Linked DNA regions of Gossypium hirsutum: region 2 is linked to region 1. The links are chromatin contacts, called in public Hi-C maps. All regions are on one chromosome and are shown on one strand. The core of a region is the stretch at or near the end of the contact, and the rest is flanking DNA. Distances in the headings are between cores, read along the strand shown. Region 1 has its middle 170 kb from the start of LOC121205256. Region 2 holds the start of LOC107946544.

Region 1 (7,706 bases), core at 3,644-6,143:
GAGTGTGAATATTTATTTTAATTAATAACCGGAATTGGGCTGTACTGACTGGTAATGTCTTGTCACCCTGTTCCGGCGACGGTATAGGGTTATGGGACGTTACAATATTTTTCCAAAAATAATTTAATTCTAACAATAGAACATATATATATTACCACTCACCAATTACCATTCATTTTAATCAAAATTATACAGAATAAATTTCATACGAACTTACCTAAATTGAATTGTAATAATTGTAGGAATGTAGGGGCTATTCTGCTATTTTTCCTTTTTCACAAATATCTACAAGATCTTGATCTAAAATATAAAATTACTCATTCATTAGCATATATTTCAGTTCCAATTCATTTTACAATTTATACCATTTAAAATTTCAAATTTACACAATTACCCCAACTTTTACAACTTTTGCAATTTAGTCCCTTAACTAGTTAATCTATCAAATCAACTAATTTTTCTCAATTAATAATTTATACAAATATTCTAGGCTATCATACAACCCTTAATACCAAACCTTAACATTTTAACCTTTTCACAATTTGATCCTAAAATCAATATTTAACAAAATCACTTTATATAGTCATCATACAACAAAATTAAAGCTTTAAATCCACTTGATATAAATTAATAATTTCTTTCAATATATTAATTTAGACAATAAAACAATTCATTTCATGCAATTTGGTCATTTTTGACATTTTTAACAAATTTTCCCTAAAATTTTACTTTTAATCAATTTAGTCCATAAGCCTAAAACATGCAAATTAACCATTTTTAATGTAAACTTATACTAGCTGAATATTCATGGCATTCAATACAGCCCATTTTTATGCTTTTCTATCACTACTAAACTTAAAAATAACATAAAACCTTAACATTCATACCTTATTCTCTTGAAACCAAACTTTAACTTAACTTTCTGTCTCCTCCGGCTTCTATTTCTTGAATCTAACTTGATATTCTAGCTCCCCATAGTCTCCTTATTATCTTTCTCTCTTGATGGCTATAGAAATTATTTTGATTTCTAAGTGAAAATGGTGAATTTTTGGTAAAATGACCAAATTGTAAAGAAAAGAAAATTTTCTTTCTTTCTTCTTCTTCTCACATTGAGATCATGGAAAGATGAAGAGAATTCATCATCTTTCTTTCCTTATATACTAAATAAATAATAATAAAATATAATTCAAAGTCAAATCAAAATATTAATAAACTAATATTTATTTATTTATTTAATCTAAACTATTACCAACATCATCATTACTCTTCAAAATTATCTTCCTTACTAATGATCATTTTGCTCCTTATGATTCTTCAAAATTCCTCCATTGACTCATCATTCATTTTAGTAAAATTGTGATTTAACCCCTCATACTTTTTCCATTTATTCAATTTGGTCCTAATTCATCCATTTTCCTTAGTTTAAAGATTATTCCACCCTTAAAATATTTGCACTATTGGTCCTTTAACTTTTTATATTTACATTTTAACCCCTCAAATTTTGAGTATTTACTTTTAAGCCACAAAATTTTTCTCACTTTTGCGATTTAGTCCTTTCTTGAATTAATACATCAGAATATACTTCCGAAATAAATTTTGTTGACATAACTCAAAATTCCCCTTTTTTTCACTTTATTTCTTATTTTATAATATCAATGACAATATTTCGCTTTCTTACTGTAGCAATTTTCGGGGTATTACAAGCTAAATTTATATCGGCAGATGAGATGAAGCATATCCCAATAATTAAGAGATTTACAAGATTTACATAATCAAATCAAATCTAATCTTATCAGATATGCCTTAATCTTATAAGATTAGTTTTCCTATTTACCAAGGTAGCCTAATTTTCCATATATGCTTCATTGGGCCACCTAGGCTTCAAATAGATAGGCTTCTCCATCAGTTCTTTGAATCGGGTTAGTTTTCGTTAGTCAAATAATCTTCATCTAACCAATAGACCTCAAGGGATGCATTTTATACAATGGTCATGGGCTTTGAACTGCGACTTGTGACACAAACTTGTTGAAAGAACATCTTTTCTAAATTACCCTTTCCTTCCATTCTTATGTGCTAATTTGATGAATGAAACTCTTACAAAGTTGTTGTATAATGTAAGCTAAACGATAAGAAATTCGCTTTATTATATTAAAAGTAATAAGTTTTACACTATTTTTTAATCATTAATCAAAATAAATATTTGGAAATGAAATTAATCAAAAGCGAAGAAGCTTGAATAAGAAAATTGTGGTTCAATTCAATTTTGTTAAATCAATCTCCTCTTGGCAGCCTATCTTATTTTGTAACACTTTGGAACTTAACTACCCTATAATATATTGTCAGGAAGTTTAAGGAATGATTTATAGTTTCATACTCTAAATTAACTAGACTTCAACCTTTAATCATAGATGCCCTAACAATTAAAAATATGTTCTTTAAAATTTGTAGAGAATAAAGCCTTTACTTAATAGTAAAATTGAGGTCGCATGTTTGAGTTACAATCATGTAAATTATATCTGAATTAATTTGAGTTGAGCTATTTATTGAATCTAGTACTTATGATTATTTATTTTGATAATAATTGCATATGTATTTGTTTAATTACTTTTTAGAATGTCTATTTCTAGTCATAGACCCAAATCCTTAAATTAGAGAAAAACACGTTTAAATACGCTTGAACCAATTTTGTTCTTATTGTTGTAAAAGTTGTGATACCAATTGGACTAAGTCTCAAGTCATTGTATTTTTTAGTTATATTATCTTTTCTTGTCATATTTATGTATGTTAAAAGTTCCATATATTTTACGAATAAAAAAGTAAGTGTCATATATGCACGGACGGATTTAGGGGTTGGTGGGTTGGTAGGGGCGTTGGCCCTCCTGAAAAGAAAATTTTCTTTTTTTAACTTTTTTATAATTTATAAAATTCTAAAAAAGAAAAGATAAAGTTGCACTTTACCCCCAAAATGATAATTTTTTATTTAATCTTTTAAAAAATATAAAGATATAAACTATTAAAATGATAAAATTATACTTTTGCTATCATAAAAATATACAACTTAATCTAGTAAAAAAAGTTTGACTTCGTTCTATATTTATAATTATTATGTAATTATGATATATTTGTAAAGTTATACTCTCAAGACTGCATTGATGTAATTTTGTGCTTTTTCAAAAATAAAAACATTTTAGTGTGTCAATTAATTAAATATGAAATATTTATTTTTACCTTCTTCTTATCTTTAAATAAGAACATAAAAGGATCTTGAGCACACTTGAACTTACGTCCTTTTGCATTAGTAATAATGTAAACGCCAACCAAGCTAAAACTCAATTGACATCTAACTATATTATTATTAAGTCTTAAGTTAGTGTTACAAGTTAATCGGACTCAACTAATTAGAAAAAAGTCTACAAATCAATCTTTTAAAAAAATAACAAATATTACTATGAAGTGTTTTTCATGGTTGTTTAAATCAAATTGGACTTGCCAGTGAGGCTGGTTGGATTGAGAACCGATTGAAATACTGGCTTAGGAAAAGGCATAAGATTGATTAACTTGAAAATTGGTACGGAACATTTGAACTAATTTTTATTTATTTATTTTGATAATTTTTAATGATTTATTTAATCAAATGGACGTACCAGTTGAATTAGTAGGACTGATCAGTTCAACCACTAATTTAATTATCTAAACTTTGATTTTTTTCAATTTTATTAAAATATAATTTTTAAATTCATAATAAATCTAAAAAAAGATTTAAGACACCAAATCCCAAAGCTTTAAACTAAAATTTGATTGTTTTTACATAATTCTTTTGGGTAAGTGACATAAACTATAAAAATGATTTGGTTTTGTATCCCCAGAAGACATTGCAAATTTAAGAGTTAGGACCCAAAAGAGCTGAACAAAATATGAACTGAAAAAGCGATTAATTGGCTATATTTTAAATGTTAATTAAGGATAAACAACAGTACAACAATTATTGTACCAAATATAATTCATGAGAAGGCGAGTTGATCTTTGCTCAAACACTCAAAATTCTAATATACGCAATCAGCTTAGCCGCCGAAGATCAAATTGCAATCCCAATAAGAAATATACAAACTAAGAGAAGCATAACAAGACAAGCAATTAATGCAATATCATCTTCTTCGTTTTGCAATTATAACCAAATACAACTACTCAATGAAATGATATTCCATAAATTTATTTCCAACTTCAACAAATACAAATTCTACATTTATTTTTTCATAGTGCAATTAAAAAGAAAAATCATTTTGCAGGTTTCAACATCATCTGAGCTGACCAACTCCACTTCATCTAATAATTAACGCATTATATAGGATAAGAAGATTATTAATATTAAAGAAAATACTATAGATAAATAGATAGATATCTTAAAAATCCAATTTCTCCACAAAGAGACAATATATAGTTGAATTCCTTGCCAACTCATAGTCTACACATTTTTTTGTTTTGTAAGAACATAGAACTAGGACCTATATAGCAAACAAAAGAGAAAAACTTGCATTAATCCATCCTTATCCTATCGAGAAAGAAAAAGGACCAAACAATTATCATCAAACATCCCACGTGGTTGGTTCATGGACATGGGGCATGTCATTTGTCATGACCTTCTAAATAATAATGGCAAATAAGGAAAGTGCATCAAAGTTTTTCACTGACATGAGAGAGCCCACCTTGGAACTATGAAACTACAGTTACAAATGTTAGCATATCTGATTTACATTTGTATAAAACAAAAGCACCATTTATTGAGTCAAGATATAACTAGGATATCTGATGATGATATGATGACTAGATTTCCCACCGTTTACATCACAGGGAAATTTGATCTCTTTTCGACTTTGGGTGAGAATCTGACAGGTAATAAGATAATGATATCCCAGGGATGTAAAAGTTGATATGATAACTAATACAGGTCCCATATGCTTCTCACAGCTATAAAACAATTTATCTTTACAGTTTTGTGGATTCAAGTGGGGATGTGGGTTGCCCCTCCTTTCCCCTTTCGCGATTTCAAAATTAAAGCAGTTTTCTGGACCTGTGTCCACCCATCTCGTGTAATCTGGGTGCCACCAAAATAAGAGAAAACCAAGGCGGTTTCCTTTTTTTTTCCATTCTTTACATTGTTTTTTAAATTAGTGGAGGTAGAATTCTGATTTTGTTAATTTAATCGATTTAATTAAAAAATTATTAAAAATTAAAAATTCGATTCAAGAGTTGATTCAATTAATTTTTAATTTATTTAATTGATTTTTTAATTAGTTTGTATGAATTCTCAACAAGGGCAAAATTATAAAAAAAATTTAGGAGGAGCAAAATTAAATTGTATATTTTTATAATAATAAAAATATAATTTAATCATTTTAATATTTATATCTTTATAATTTTAGGGGGTCAAAATATAAATTTACTTTATTAATTTAAATTTTTATAAATTTTAAAGGATCTAAATGAAAATTTTTCTATTTTAAGAGGGCGGGGCCTTGCAACCCTTAGCTACGGCCCTAATTCTTGATGTAACTGATTTAAAACTACTCTCTAAATTGATATCTTGATTTAATCTATCCGACCAATCAATCTAAACTAACTCAAACAATACTGATTTTGTAATGTTATTCATCATTTTCCTTTTTTTTTTCTTTTCTTAATTATTGCTTTCTTAAAATAATACAAAAACAAAAAAGTTATCAAAGTAGTAGATTTTGCAGTTTTTTACCAAAATGTAATGAAAGAAGTAATATTTCTAGAATCTGACTGAATCGCCAACTTTAAAGGGTATCTCAACTCAGTTTTTTAGTTTCCTGTCACATTGATCATGGGTCGAGGAAGGGGCAGGAGGGACACGACCTTGCTACGTGCTCAAGGATTATTTTACTATCTTAATGAGACAAAATTACCTGTTAGCAAAAAAAAAAAAAAAGTGCAAATCCCCTCCACAAATGATAATCACTTATTCAGTGTCAGAATGAAGAAACATAGTTCCATTTACTACTTTTTGATGAATAATTAAGAAAACATAATATTTTGATATATTTTATATTATTAATAAAAAAATCTACTTATTGCTACTAATTATTTAAAAATAAAGTAAACTACTTCGTTCATCACTCTAAAATAGAATTATTTTTATTTAGATCACTTTAAATTTATTTATTATCTTAATAATCGTGGTTAATGAATTTGCTCAAAATTATCACTACTTCATTTTCTCCTTAACGGAAAATTGACTGTACTCCACATCAAATAGCATCCACATAAATTCCATGCAATTAAAGAACATTAATAACTTGAAATTTCTGTTTATGATTTTCTTATTATATTAAGGTTATTTAAGGACAAAAAGTGTTTGAACCCCAAACAAATATCTTGCTCGTTACTACAATTTTTTTTTTTGGGGGGGGGGGAAGGGGGCTTTCTTACTATCGTAAAGCCTATAGACCAAAGAAAAAGGGAAAGAATGGAGGAAGCTAATGTCATCCCTGCCTATTATTGTGGATTTCCAGGAGCATTAAGGACTTCGTGGTTTAATGATAATTCGGATATAAGGTTCTTTGGGTGCAAAAATTATGGTGTTCGGAGATGTTGTTTCTTCAGCTGGTTTGATTCTCCGATGAGTCTGCCCTCAAGAGTTGTTATAGTTGGTTTGTTAAGGAAAATCAAGACATTAGATAGGGAAAGAAGGAAAGAATGGATTATATGGATTGTTAGTTTGGTTTGTTGTATGTTTTGTGTTTGGATAAAGAAGTGAAGCACTAAGATGATATGCGGGACTTAGATTTGTATTTTGGTTGGTTATGGGTATGAAAGTTAATGGATAATGGGATAATGGTAGTCTTAGAAGCATGGACACGACTCATCCCTCTTCATACCAGTGTCGTACATGTGTTCGACATAGACACTCATCGAACATGTCCAGATACATACAGGACATGTCGGAATATGTAAAAGGAAAAAAAAGAGAAACACAGGTGTCTAAAAGCGGACATGTGACAAACGCAGAAACAGTTGATGGTGGTTGACAGACGGTGGTTAAAATTTTGGCTTTCAAAAGTAGCAGATGAAGAGTTAGCGGCGAGAAGAAGATGATGTAAAGAACAAATGTGAAATTTAGGATTTCCTATTAATGAAACGTTGAGTTTTACTATCAGTCTATTAATTAAACGTTGAGTTTTACTATCAGCCTATGTAAACGTCGGAAAGACTTAAAAGTTAAAATATTAAATAGTCAATTAAAATAGTAAAATAAAAACTAAAAAAAATTAGCTTATTTGAGAAGCTTTTGGGCTTTCTACTTGCTTTGTTGCTTCTAGCGTTTTCATTGTTCACATTTCAAAAAATATTTTAAACATTCATCACTATTATTTTCATTTTCCTACTTTCAACGAACATGGAAGTTTGATGCAATTAAAAGTAAGTTTAATATTTTATTTTGTTTATACTTTGAATGGGTTACATTTTTTTGGGATAAGTTTGAATGGGTTACATTATTTTATTTTTTTAGTTACTTTTTATTTATTATTTATTTTTTGTATATTTGTATGTTAAATAATTGATTATAATGATCACTCTTGAATTATACATTGATTCTTTTGTTAATACTTTAGGTTTTTAATTATGGCATCTCAAAGTGGTAATGGAAGTGTTGGCTCATCAAATAATGTTATCAATGCTAGTGT
Region 2 (7,706 bases), core at 2,347-4,846, 470 kb after region 1:
TTATTATTAAGTAAATGTCTATCAAAATTTAGATAAATTTTGATATACTTCAAATTCGAACATTCATTTCATTTATACTTCTTATGTCAATAAAATACGCACTCTTTGCTCTTTATAAATTTATTTTATAACAATTTAATCTTAAAATTGGTTTGAAACCCGATAAATTCTACAATCATCCAATGCATTTGACATTTTAGCTTATTTGCTCATGCCAAGCTGATAAATTCCCACCTACATATTTGAAGGAATCTTCAGATTTATAGAGTAATTAATGAATAGTATAACAATGTGCCATATCGATTTTTTTTTTTTTGATGAAAGTGCCATATCGATTTTAAGTTCGATGAAAATTAATCCTTTCTAAGATAGATTTAGATTACTTAGCAAAGGATAAAAACATCTTTTGCATTGATTATATATAAAACCCCCCATGCAATTTTACAGTAACCAACAAAAAGATGAAACCAAACAGCTAAGGGCACAACCATGAGAGATATATGTATCGAACGAAGTCACCCCTTCAAGCAGAGGCTTTCAAATACTAATTAATTAGCCTACAGATAGAAAACATATTGTACAAAATTTTGGAATGTATATATGACCAAATTTAACAACCTATCGACCTTTGTATTGGCCTTCGGATCTACCATCATACTGCTTAGTGTACACACGGTGCCTTCTCTCTCTTGCATAGATTACCCAGAAGATCAATGACAGCATCACAGCAGCCGATACAATTACTAATCCGATGTAGATCCATTGACTATAACGCCGCAGATCGGGACAATAATCATGACTGATATCTGTGAACGCATCCCGTACAAATGTGCAGTCTTGCAAGTTAACCAAGAACGGACCATAGCGATACAAACCATAACTCACATTCACTGCTGCCGACATCTGAGTGTAAAATTGAGGGGTCAAACGCCCAGGTGTAGAACAAATCCCAGAGCCCGAAACATCACATATATACTTCTTCCAAACCTGTTTGAAACAGATATCAAGTTATTAACTAATTGTGTGTTCTGTTCATAGGGTGCATGTTACGTATGTATGGCCAAGAAATTAAAACTTAATATATTTAGAAAAGCTATCCTTATTACCTCTGTGGCATTATGCAAAGTAACTTCACCAAATGCACAGTCTCTGTTTGTGAGATTCGAATGAAATGGATTGCAGAGAACCGGCACCAATGGACCAGATTGATTAAAATATAATGGTGCTAATGCTGGCGGGAAATTTCGGTTGAAAACATTATTGATGACACCATTCACGACATTTACAAGTTGATGAGTGACATTCTTGGATCGTGACAAGGTCTCTTGGGCTGTTGCATTGTCCACACAGGGAAGAATGTCATCCAATGCGGTATGAGCAGTGGGATTCTGGACCCATTGATCCATGGCAACACATGCATCTCCAGCAACACTGAATCACAGGATACAATTTTAAGCCAAGTGTAATAACAGTCTCGAGCTCATATCATCTTAAGTTTATCATCAATAACATGTTTGTAAACCATTATATGGCCGAAAGTTGAAAAACAGATTTGAACAATAAACAAGCATGGAACAAGAGAAATTGAGCAGAACATACTTGTGAAGGAGGTGAAATACTCCGCATAAAATAAATGTACCAGTAACAAGAATCCAGCCAAGGATGACTAGCCTGCATTCATTAATCATAAAAGTGATTGATAAAGGAAGTTCGGTTTAGTAACATATGGACCTTCCCGAGTTATACCATTAATTACAGCGGCAAATACATTAATTATACTCCACTTACGTGTAAACCAGGCACTGCAATCCAAGAATGGAGAATACTGCAGCCAGTTACCAAAATAAAAGTATAAAGTTAGATGATATTGAGATAATCTAATTACTAAGAATCATGGAGCAATGATCAGAAAAATAATATAACTTACAGAATCCGAGAAATGCCAAAAAGAGCATCACAGCAGCAAGAATGATGAGAGCCAATCTCCTGCAGAATTTAGCATGAGATGAGTTCCATGATCAGCTCTGAGATTATTCTAATTTCATCCTAAAAGCTTCAACTTACATTCTGTCTAAGCCATGTTGAATTTTCTCTTTATTATCAGCCGTTTGATGTGAAAGAGTTGAAGCCGAAGAGTTTATCTTCCTATCGATATCATCAATGCCTTTTTGGACATCTGACGGCAAAATAGCTGAATCCACGCTAATTTTCTTAGCTGCAGAAAGATAATCTGACACATTCCTGAGGTTTTCAGCAGTGAGATCTGCCTTACTAACCGCATAATCCAGTGTGTCTGTTGTACAGCCATGAAATTTTCCCTGACCAGTGTACAGCACAACACACCCGGCACTGTAATATGAAGTTATATATGGAGTGAGCAATTTTACGGTTATTCAAAACATACATATCTCAAAAGTTTAGCACGAAAAGAGTGTCGGTACATTGCAGCAATGGTGAAGAGTATGAGGAAAATAAGGGATAGCGCATAAGCTGTCCGAGAGTAGCCATAAGAATTTAGTTGACAGCAGCAATGACGGATGCATATGATGAACAAGCATAGTGCGAATATCACAAACCAGACTGCAGCAATGACAAAGAAAGGAGCCGCCGTAAAACCCACAGACTGCATTATCAGACATGAAAACTTTATAAGTTTTCTAAGTACCAGCGACTGGCAAGATAATTTGATTCATTGAGATTGACATAACAGAAAAAAGAAAACAGAACCGAATCGATGATCAGGGAAGAACCTAAGGGAAAAACAGGATTACGGAGAATAAAGTGTTCTTAATAAGCATCAAAACCAATCACAAACACATAAAGGTATGAAATTTCTAGGAAAAATCATACGAATATCAAATAAAACTGTGGAAATTAAAGGACTACATACACCAAACACAATCAAACCAGCCAACAACATATAAAATTCATGATTCCAGGCTGCATGCATCAATTTATCAAAAAAAAGTGAACAAGGGAAGAAACTGACAGCCCAGTAGTGTTCATTGCTGATATTCCAGCCACCAGTGTACTTGTGAAAATCATTAAGAGGGTCTCTCCTGTAAGTCCTTTTTTCAGCCAAAATCAAAGACGAGTTGTTGTCTCCTTCACTTCCCTCTACAAGGTTCCTCCTTTCTATCTTCCTCCATGCTAACACTTCACTCTGCTCTCTCTCCCCAAACACAAAACTTTTACAATACCCTATAAAAAAATGATTTCAATAAAAAAAACCCAGAAATAAAAACCAAAACTTTCATTGAAATAATAAAAATCAGTACCTGAAATATTCAAAGTCTGGACATTTAAAGCTTGAGAACCTATTTCACGTCCAAAAAGAAACAAAGAAAAAAATAAAAGAAAAAACAATGCATAAGGGTTTGATCTGAAACATAACATTATGTATTTTTATTTTTATTTTTCCTTTCTGTGTTTCTTTGGGGGTTCAATATTCTTAAGAATGTTTTTGAATGTTTATGAGAGAGAGAGAGAGAGGGGGGGAAGATAAAAGAGAGTTAATTGCAATATTAAGAGGTTGATGCAATCTATTACATGAAGAAGCTAACCTTACGGTGAGGGAAAAAAATATGATTTATTTATGTTTTATATAACTTGGTAGGTCCCTTTATATATTGTCTGTATCTTTTTATTTTTACCGAAATACCCTTCTAATTAAACTTGAAGGTGAAGCTGTGAAGCCTGAAGTTGCTTTTTCATATTAATTTTCCTTTTATTATAAGTTAATTAAAGGATGCTTTTTGCTGAGTCAGTTGTTTTGCTTTGCTTTTGGGCATTATTTTTATTCTTGAGCAAGTTATCCTATTTTACTCCAAAATAATTAATATATTTGTGCTTTCAAAATATTTGTTGGGATGATTTAGTTAAGGGAATTACTTACTTAAGTTTTATTTTGATGAATAATAATAATAAAAATAATTTATGGGTCATCTCGCTACCATACCTTCTAATTCCTATGTTGGTAAATTTCTTTAATATCACTCCTTTGCCCTTTTAACAAAATAAAGAATGTAAAACCTTTTATTGAATGAACAGAGAATGTTTCTCTTTTTGAAAAATAGACTCTGCACAATCAAAGTTAATAAAAAGGCATTTTAAGTTTTTGACTTTTTTGCAATAATCTTGTGACATTTTTCAAATTTATTAAAATTTACCCAACCTAACTACCCATCAATGCCCTACCCATTATAACATTACACATCACCAACAAATATTTACTTGTTTACCTCTTTATAACCAAAGGATTAGTCATTATTTTACCTAATTAGTTGTTTATTTCTTTAAAACATATTTGTAGCAAAAGAAAAGCATGTGCTGATTAAATTTGTTAAACCTTGATTTAAACCACCACAGGGTGTACTCCATTATATATTATGCTTAAGAGACTCCACCTCATGCCCGTTAAAATATTATTAAGAGATTCTTATTTTTGTACAAAAGCCAAAACCAACAAACAAGAAAAGGCCACAGAGATACCAAAACCTTTGCCATTTCTATTTTACTCGTTCTCAATCCTATATGATTTTTTATAAATTAAAAATAAAGAATACATAATATATAAATTAATATTTAAAATAAATATTTTTATAAATAAAAAAATTGGAAATAATATATTAGTAATATTAAATTAAAATTTAAAAAATAAAACAACATACATTTATTATAATAATTATTGATCATAAGTACAAAAGATATTTACATTAATTTGATTAGAGATGAAATATATTTACATTAAACTAATAAACATTAAAAAGTTTATTGAGATCTTATATGGTAAATCCTTTTTACATTTTTTAAAATAAAAAGAAAATATAAAAAAGTACTTGTTTCGCACATAATAAATAATTTATAAAAAAAGTTAATTAAAGTTATCTTACATATCTATCTCATGCTCTTCAGTGTCATTGTTGTTCGAATATTTAATTTTGAGATATTGGTGCTAGTAATGGATGTTATTTATGGATGCAAATTCAAATTCAAATTCAAAAATATATATATATAACTCTAAAACTAAATAATTAATAATTATAAAGGCAAAATCAATTTGTCTATTATATATTTAAACTCTTATTTAAGTTATAACTTTATTTTATTATGTTAATAAATATGGAAATAAAAAAAGTTTACTTATAAAAAATTAGAAATAATTTTGAATTTTAAAATAATATTTTAACCATTATTATTAATTATTTTTATCTTATTGATAATAAATATGTTTAAATTTTTATTTAAGTTATAACTCGTTTTTAAATTTAATAAATTTATCATAATTTACTTTTAAATAGAATTATAATTAATAATTTTAAATTAAATTATGGATATTTTTAAATATAAATTTAATAGTATGATAAAAAAATAAATGATATTCTCATCAAGTCAAATATAAGTTATATTATATTATATTATTATAAATTATTCCATTCTCCATATGGACCACCATAGATTTTTGGGGCACATGGCTTTTAAACGAAGCGTGTTTAGCTGTCTCAAACGAATATTTATTATTTTAATGCTGGTCATAACAATTAATTAAATTTGATTATTAATCATAGATTTTTTAAAAAAAAAGAAAATAAAGAATATTACTTTAATCGAGGCCATTATATTTATTTCATAAAAGGAATATTGCTTTAATATGATAAATTTAATTTTTAATGTTTATATCTTTTGTTAATTTTATTTTTATTATTTTTAATTAAATTTAGCTTCAATTTTTAAAAAAAAGTTGTTTAATGAAAATATTTACTAAAATATTAAATTTTTAAATATATTGATAAAATGTATAATTTATATATTTTTTAAATAATTTTATAATTTTATAATTATTTATTAGCATAATATATAAAACAAACAATATCATATTAGTAGTACACATAAATTATCATGTAAATTGTCATCATGTAAATTGTCATGTCAAAATTATTTAGAATTTAATATTGTAAACAATATTTTTATTTAAAATAACAGTAAAATTTAAATTAATAAATATTAAAAGATAAATTAATTATTTTGATTAATCAATTTCACTGTACAAACGTTACTTTCTATGTTATTTTGGAAGTAATCAAACATTCAGAAATGTGTATAGCCTCTCCATTTCCCACATATTCTTTGATATATATATTTTTGGCTCGGTTTTATTTTTATATTGACTAGAATTTGAAGTTGGGAATATTGATGTGAGAGCTGACATGATCGGTTTTACACTTGTAGCTTCATCCTTGGAGAATTGTGTTCACATCTTCAAAAGGAAAAGAAATCTAGTTTTTGTGGACACCTCACTCTCTCACCATATAATAAAAGATGAAGGTTTAGCAAGAGACAACATAATGTTAAGAGTGAACCATTTTTTTCTTTTTGCATAAAATTTGATGTTGAATCCACTTTTTGTTTTTAAAGTGGCAATTGAATTAAGATGTGCATAATGGCTATCCTTTTAGTCAAAATATCATAATCCCTTTAAGGAAATTACGATTTATAATCCATCTCATTTTTCATCTTTATTTTAGTATCTCAAGAATCGGTAAATACAAAGCTTTGAAATAAATTTAAAATAACATGAGAAGTTAATATAATTTATTTGTGACCAGTAATGATTGTCGAATGTCATTCTCTAAAAAATTCCTTTTATATTTAGGGGTTCCTCAAAGATAATCAATTGGTCCATCATACCATCATCTGTTTTAACGATGCAATCTGCTACTCTGTTGGCATCTCTCTGAATATTTAAATTTAACTTTCCAATGTTTCAAACACTATTTGTGAATGCATCTAATTTTACTTACATTACTCACCTTAAAGATATGTATCCATTTTGTAGATTTTATAGAGTTTTTAATATATTTGGTTTGAAATATTGTGGGGTTTCGAAATAAATAATAAACATCATATTTGTGCAATGCCACAATGTCCTTCATTCACCTAAGCATTGTCTTTCTCATAACGCCATATTGTATGTGTGGGCATGCCATGATTGGTAATTAATTCATATGTCATACCCTAAAATTAAGTAAAAGAATCAGGTAAAATGTAGCTTACCGAGTTGCAATTTCAGTCAATGGAATTGCAAAATTCAGCCTATTTTTAAAAGAAAAGAAAAAGGGAATCTTAATAGCAATTGTCAATTGTAAACCAATTGATTACCAACCACCAGATTGAAAATGGAAAAAAATGAAGGTTAAGACGCAAAACAAATGTTGTGGCAGGTTTGAGGCATTAAATCGGAAAATAGACGAGGTAACCACGTCACCAGCATTATTAATTATGCTGGAAATTTTGACCATGCCATCATCCATCACCACCAATCCCGCATGCACCATACATATGTTGTTTTTTCACAGGGATCGTACACATGGCTATTTCATTTATAAACATCCGTTCCTGCCATTGCTACCTGCAATGGTATTATTATGTTGATTGGTATATAATATATAGGTTAAATTCTAGATTTTGTCCATATACTTGTAAGTTTAGAATTTTAAAACTTTACTTCTATTCAAATAATAGTTATTTTTAAAATTTGATACGACAAATATATTATTACATGTGTAATGTCATGTCAACTTACTATTTTTATATATTACTAAAAATATAATTTATAGATTTAAATACTATTGTTTGTATTAAGACTAAAATTTTGAAATTCAAAAACTATAGTGACTACGAATCCAGTTGGAGAATATGAGCTAGAT

What was found. Hi-C and Micro-C count contacts between places; a contact is called where the count stands out from the background.
Region 2: a contact with region 1 is called in a Hi-C map of leaf, with 2.4 times the contacts expected there. The contact joins the promoter of LOC107946544 here to the enhancer-like site in region 1. A contact is called at or near these places in 9 of 34 Hi-C or Micro-C datasets (callus, hypocotyl, leaf and 1 more).

Annotation. Positions count from the first base shown.
Region 1 is chrA08:40,310,323-40,318,028 of Gossypium_hirsutum_v2.1, forward strand. No RefSeq gene overlaps it. Among protein-coding and RNA genes, the nearest start is that of LOC121205256, 170 kb to the right of the region's middle. Within about 2 kb of position 4,894, at least 5 of the 9 cell types and tissues checked have an H3K27ac peak or open chromatin away from gene starts, as enhancers often do. A contact at or near this core is called in hypocotyl and leaf, where this site is marked.
Region 2 is chrA08:40,783,661-40,791,366 of Gossypium_hirsutum_v2.1, forward strand. It overlaps LOC107946544, which reads right to left and starts at 3,597. Exons shown (of 9, transcript XM_016880933.2): 1 at 3,279-3,597; 2 at 2,990-3,201; 3 at 2,442-2,623; 4 at 2,065-2,349; 5 at 1,928-1,986; 6 at 1,789-1,825; 7 at 1,600-1,671; 8 at 1,107-1,431; 9 at 380-987. The coding sequence starts at 3,396. The coding sequence ends at 619.